Linked DNA regions of Gossypium hirsutum: region 1 is linked to region 2. The links are chromatin contacts, called in public Hi-C maps. All regions are on one chromosome and are shown on one strand. Each heading gives the region's core, a stretch centred on a gene start, on an enhancer-like site or on the middle of the called end of the contact. The rest is flanking DNA. Distances are from core to core; before and after follow the strand shown. Region 1 has its middle 37 kb from the start of LOC107906544. Region 2 overlaps LOC107897862.

Region 1 (3,149 bases), core at 143-2,642, 180 kb before region 2:
AAGTGAAGGACTTAATAGAGTGGGCAAAATTAATCAAGAAGTAGAGGGTTAGGTTTAAGGAGGAGTTGACGAATAAATTGGGGGAGCTACTGGAGAAGGAACGGGACGATAAGAATCTTGTAGAATTGATTGATCAAGAATCCAATTAAATTTGTAAATTGACAAAGATGAAATGTTTTGAGAGTAGAAGGCTAAAGCTAATTGGTTAAGATTGGGTGATAAGACCATAAAAGTTTTTCATAATTTTGCTTCACACAGCCGAAGAACAAACAAAATAGGGGGATGATGGAAGAAGTGGCTCGTTCTTATTTCCAAGAGATTTTCACGACAAATGGAGTGAGGGATATAAATCATATATAAGGAGGAGTGGGAAGCTGTACTTCGAATGAAGCCAATTCAATGTTGATGGAATGGTATACTGAGGATGAACAGTGGTTGCATTGAAAGGGATAGGGCTGACAAAAGCCTCAGGCGATGACAGTTTCCTAGCTTTGTTTTTTCAACGATGATGGCATGTCGTAGGGACGAAAGTTATTGCTCTCTGTTTAAAGCTGTTGAATGAAGGTATTGCTTTGGATTCTTTGAATTCCACAAACACTTTTTTAATCCCGAAAGTCCCACATGCAATGCATTTAAAAAACTTTCGACTTATTAGATGATGTACAGTAATTTACAAGTTGATAGCAAAAGTAATAGCTAATAGGTTTCAAAGAGTGTTAGATTATTGCATTGATAGTACTCAAAGTGCCTTCGTGCTAGAGAGATTGATTTCAAATAATGTGCTACTAGCTTATGAGGTTTTACATTCTAAAATAGAAACGGGCCAGGAAAAAAGAATTTATAACTTTAAAGCTTGATATGAACAAAGTATACGATAGGGTGGAGTGGGATTTTCTTTGAGTTATGAAGAAGAGGAAGGGGTTTGCTTTGTCGTGGATTGATTTGATTATGCAATGTATATCCTCAGTTCAGTATTCAGTGATCATTGATGGGCAAGTTGGGAAGGTCTTTCAACCAAGCAGAGGGTTACGACAAGAGGATCCTTTGAGTCCCTTTCTCTTTTTGTTTTGTAGTGAAGGACTATCTTAATGAAATGTGCTTTGAGAAAAGGGTTGTTAAAAGGGGTCAAGGTTAGTCAAAGGGGACCACAAGTTTCGCATTTGCTTTTTCCTGATGATTGTATCTTATTTGGTGAAGCAAATGAAAGGGGTGTTCATGTTTTGAAAAAGGTTCTTAATGAATACAAGAGATGTTCAGGTCAATGTATCAACTACAATAAGTCCAAGGTTTTCTTCAATACGAACACTAGCGAGAGTGAGAAGCTTTTAGTTTCGAGAACCTTATGGGTAAAGGTTTCGAATAACCCAGAGCTATACTTGGGGCTTCCAAATGTAGTGGGATGACGAAAGTGGTTAGCTTTTCAAACCCTAAAAGATAAGATCAAAAAGAAGATAGATAGTTGGAGCACTCGCTTTTTGTCTCAAGAGGGGAAGGAGGTATTTATTAAAGCTGTCCTTCAAGCCATTCCAACTTATTCTATGATGTGGTTTTTGTTACCGAAATCACTGTATAAAGATTTGGAGAACATAATAGCTAAATTTTGGTGGTAAAAAAGTCATGGTAAAAAGGGTATTCATTGGTGTGTTTGGAATGGTTTATGTAAGTTAAAAGAAATGAGAGGTTTGGGTTTTGGTAATCTTGAGAAATTTAATCTCGTGTTGTTAGCAAAACAAGGGTGGCGTTTCATTTGCAACTAGAATTCATTGTTAGCACGTGTTTTAAAGGCCAAATGTTACCCGAATTGTGACTTTATAGAAGCAAGGTTAGGGAATCTACTTTCCTATACCTGGCATAGTATCTGAGCATCAAGAGGCCTCCTTGATAAGGGACTTCGTTGGCAGGTGGGAAGGGGGACAAGATATCTATTGTTGGCGATGCTCGGATCCCAGGAGCTAAAATTTTTTTTAAGTATAGAGGTAGTCAACAATTGTAATGTCACTAAGGTTTCATATTTAATTGATAGTAGTTCAAGAACATGGAGAGCTGAAGTTATTGCGAATACCTTTTTTGAGTTTGATGCAAGAGGAATTTTGAGAATCCCTTTAGCTTCAGTGGTACACGATGAGTTTTTGGTGCGGAAGGGTGAATCTTTTGGCGAGTACTCGGTTTGGAGTGGATACAAGTTTTTGCTTGAACATTCAAGCGACTTTCCTACTGAGGTATGGAATAATTTGACAAAATTTTACAAAAAACCTTTGGTCCCTCAAACTTGCTACCAAAACAAAAAATTACATTATGGAAAATTTCCTGGAATTTTCTACCAACCCTATCCAACCTACATCACAGAAGGCTTCAAGTCAACACTATCTGTCCACGCTGTGAAATGGGAGTGGAGACTGGAGACCACTGACCACGTGTTTAGAGAGTGTGCTATTTTAATTGAAGCATGGAAACACTTAGATCTTGAGTGGGTTTCCTCGGAAGTGAATCTGGTGCTGTGTGATTGGCTTACCTGGGTGTTTCGCAGAGCATCAAACTATCAATGTCAACTATTTTGTTGTGCGACCTGGGTTATCTGGACTGAAAGAAATAGGAAAATCCAAGAACGCAAAAGCATTTCAGGCAGAGGAATTGCTGAACAGACTATCAAATGTATTAGGGAATTTGAAGAGTTGGGGGTGAGGAATCACCAAACAGTTTCTTTATGTGCGTTGGAAACCTCCGGAGTCTGGATTTATTCACATTAACTTTGATGCGGCCTACAATCGTGAAATGTTCTGATTGGCATCGGGACTGATTGCTCGAAACGATAGAGGTGAGGTTCTGGCCTCGCAAGCAACTTTGGAAGAGGCGATTGCATCCCCCTTTTTTGCTGAGGCTTGTGCATGTACTCGGGCAGTGAGATTGGGTATCCAAATGGGGGCGAGGAAGGTTGAAATAGAAGGAGATGCATTAGTTATTATCAAGAAATGTAATTCTACTGCTGAGGATAAAGTAGAAATCGGGGGCATACATCAGAGATATCAAGCAGTTCGCAACAAATTCTCAAACCATACGATTCAAGTATATCCAAAGATCAGCGAATCAGACGACACATTTAATCGCAAAAGAGAGTTTAAAACGTGGAGAAGAATTGTACCTGGAAAGAC
Region 2 (3,553 bases), core at 278-2,777:
TAAGGTGGAGGCAAAACACTTGTGTTACTCAAGATCTCTTAAATACCTCAAGGTGATTGGTTGATCTATGTATTTGTGATTAGAACGATACCAATAGAATTACAACATCTCAGGAAGTAAATTTCTTGACTTGTCTTTTTAGGTTAAATCGAGTCAGACATGGTTTCTTGATTATCACTCTCTAAAGATTTGAAAAAAGGAAAATGTAGCCAAATATGTCTAAACCAATTTCTTTATTTGGGGTCTGTTTGATTGCCAGTAAAATATTTTTCGTAAAATGATTTCGGGAAAATGTTTTACTTTTCTGTAAAATGATTTACTGGAAAATATTTTCTGGTGTTTGATTGAATCTGTGTAAAATATTTTCGGCCGTTTGACAGATTTCCTAGAAATATTTTTCGAAAAAATTGTTTTTACATATATTGATATGTATTAATAAATTTTTATATTTTAAATTATTTTTACAAAAATTGCAATGATTTATTTATAATAATACTCAATTATTAAGCTACAATATTAATCGTTATAAATTGAAAAAAATTAATATCAAATAAGTTATTTGTAATTGTGTTAAAAAAACAAGTATTGAATAATTAAAAAAAAGTTACTAGAAAATCGATAAACAGAAGCAATTTTCTACCGGAAATGAAGGAATGAAGGAGGCGATAGAGAGGAGAGCACGGAAAATGTCTTACGGAAATTGAAAGGGTAAGACATTTTCCCTAAAATGTAACTCATTTTCCCTTGTTTTGGAGTTCATTTTCCAAATGAAAAATATTTTCCGCCAATCAAACGCTGGAAAAGTTAGAAATGATTTTCCGAAAAATTAATTTCTTCAATCAAACAGACCCTAGATTTATCTCGTAATTCAATTAATTGTATAATATTATTCATGTATGTTTACTTTCACTACAGATTGAGTTGAAACCATGAATGACAAATAAGATTTTGTTTAGAGGTTTCATCAACACATATCACAATATTATGAATCTGTGTACAAATTTCATCAGTGATATCAGAACCAAAGGTAATGCATCTGATGTAACGACTTGCTAATTCTTAATGGTTATTAATTGGGTTGATTTATTTGTTGGATTTAACAAGCTTGCATTTCAAGAAAACCATTTGTTTTGGTTTTGTTTATGTTTTACGGATGTCCAAGGGATTTTGAAATATTGTGATACTTAAAGAAGTAAAATTCTATAAAGACAAACAAACAAAAAAAAAAGATGGAAAGAAAATAGAAACAGCTAGAAGGATAAGAGTAACTTCTTGTCTCAAGTATTATGCCATGCCTCGTTTATCATTCATGCGTGAGTGGTAAGATTAGTTATTGACATGTATTGCTTTGCTTTTCCGGTAGTGCCTTTGTTTCAGGAGGCAGAACCCCGATTGATATCTGGGCTTACATTATGGGCATAACAACTTTTCTTTTCCAGTTCCAAGGAACTTCCCCATTACCGCATCCCTTCATAAATCACATCTAAAAACAATAACAGCATCAAACCAAACTTGCTACTCAAATTACATGTTTATTGGTACTTGGAACCGGCGAGTAATATGTTTTTAATCTAATTGTGAAGCTTAAGGATAACATGAATCTTTACCACTTAAAATTTTAATGTTTCTTAACGAACGAAAGTGCAGATCGTAGAATTCCATAAGACAACCCTAAAGGCATATGCATGTGCCCCAAGGAGTAGAATAGGACACATCATAATTTTGCATGCTCTACGCTTGATATATATTTCTAAACCAAAAGACAAAAGCGCAGTTAGTTCAATCAAATATTCAGCGGCTCTTGGAGTACAACTCTCCAGTATTCTACAACATGATTCCAATCTAATCCTACAACAAAAACAAGTCAGGTGTACAGTTCCCGAGCGTTTTTTTTACCGTGAAAATTTAGTTTGCTTCAAACGCAAGACATGAACGGGACATGGTCGTATAGGTTTAAACTAAACCACAAATCAAGTAAAAGGTGTTTCTCCTCCCCCTTGGTCCAAAGACGAATAATATTCACACCAATCCCTTCTATTCAAGTTCACAACATTTCACAGGACAAATGAAATTCAACTATTCCCTGGCCTCAGAAAGAATCAATATAAACCATTATGAGCTAGTCCCAATAGACTCAAACAAATGGTTGGCTTCTTGTTAACGTAGATGAAATACTTGTTTCCTGGCTATCTGGTGTCACAGGTGGTACTTCTGCCAATGGTTTATTTATCACAGCTGAATCTGGTACTTCTGTATCACTTGCAGATGTTGCTGGGTTCATTTCTGCAGAAGCAATCAGATCCGGATTGCTCCCTGTTGATGAATTAGGAGCTTCTTCTACTAGAGCAGGTTCACTTGCTTCGGATGCGGGTGCTGCACCTGTTGCTGCCACAGCTGGTGCATCAGGAGTTGCTGCTCCTATTGGCGTACCAGGTGTTGCATCTGGTGCATCAGAAGGAGGTGCTCCTATTGGTGTGCCAGGTACTGCAGCAGAAGCTGGTCCAGTAGGAGGTGCTTCTAATGCCAATGGTTTGCTTTGTGGCTGTGAAGTCTGAGTCACCGGAGCAGGTTTCTTTTTAACTGTAATTGAAGCTGAGAGTGCTGACATACCAGGAGGAAGGATTTCAATAGGAGGTTTCTTCCCTGCCTCTGACAAGCTTGTAAGTTTGGGCTCCTCAAGAGAAGCCAAAAATGCAGCCGTAGCATCTGTTTTTGCTGATGGGGTGTGCTCCACCTCCTTCTGCAACACTTTGTTCCAAGCCTCAACCAAGTTCTTCAGTGTGGGTCGCCCATGAGCCTGGAACAATTTAGACTGGTCAGAATGCAAGAAATGAGCTTTGGATCAAGAGTAAGTTCTCAAGATGAATCAAATCATACATGTGCATGGAGCACAGCCTCCGCAAGCATCCCAGTATCCTGCCAAGCCTTCTCCATAAGAGCATTGTCTCCTAAAACCGCAGCTGAAAATGCCGCTTCACGTCCCAATCCGAGGGAAATCAAGTTATTTACTAAACCCTGCAATCACGTAGACTTTCTTTTGTCAGACGATAATTAAACAAAGCCCACCAAGTACAAAATTGATCATTTTATCATGCCAGAATAATTGGGTAAAGTTATGTATCTGCAATGACAGTAACTCTAGCAATGCAATGACGTTCCTTTCAGTAAAAAATAGTAAAAAAAATCGAACAAAAAAAATAGTACACTCATGACCTCCGAAGCTTAGAGGTAACCGAATTTACATTCCATGACAAAATGTCAAATAACTGCCAGAGCTTTCCCATAATAAAATACAAGTGGTGGTTAACAGTTCTATTTATTTTTCCCTGTAGCATTAGATACAAATTACAGGGGGATGAACAGTATTTTGAATACTTAAAACAGTCAGGTAACAAAAACCTAGTACTAATATAGTACAACTGATTTAATTTCAGATGACAACTTTCTAATTTACTTCAACTAGGTTAATTGCTTTACAACAAGGACACTGAGCCAGGTTCTACAATATACATGAAAAATTAGCTACAACTAAATACAAAAATAAGGGTTGGCA

Evidence for each region. Hi-C and Micro-C count contacts between places; a contact is called where the count stands out from the background.
Region 1: a contact with region 2 is called in a Hi-C map of seedling, with 2.2 times the contacts expected there. The contact joins two enhancer-like sites. A contact is called at or near these places in 3 of 34 Hi-C or Micro-C datasets (leaf and seedling).

The regions. Positions count from the first base shown.
Region 1 is chrD08:16,795,769-16,798,917 of Gossypium_hirsutum_v2.1, reverse strand. No RefSeq gene overlaps it. Among protein-coding and RNA genes, the nearest start is that of LOC107906544, 37 kb to the left of the region's middle. Within about 2 kb of position 1,392, at least 5 of the 9 cell types and tissues checked have an H3K27ac peak or open chromatin away from gene starts, as enhancers often do.
Region 2 is chrD08:16,613,980-16,617,532 of Gossypium_hirsutum_v2.1, reverse strand. LOC107897862 reads right to left here. Exons shown (of 20, transcript XM_016823445.2): 19 at 2,878-3,015; 20 at 1,721-2,797. The coding sequence ends at 2,135. Among protein-coding and RNA genes, the nearest start is that of LOC107897862, 22 kb to the right of the region's middle. Within about 2 kb of position 1,527, at least 1 of the 9 cell types and tissues checked has an H3K27ac peak or open chromatin away from gene starts, as enhancers often do.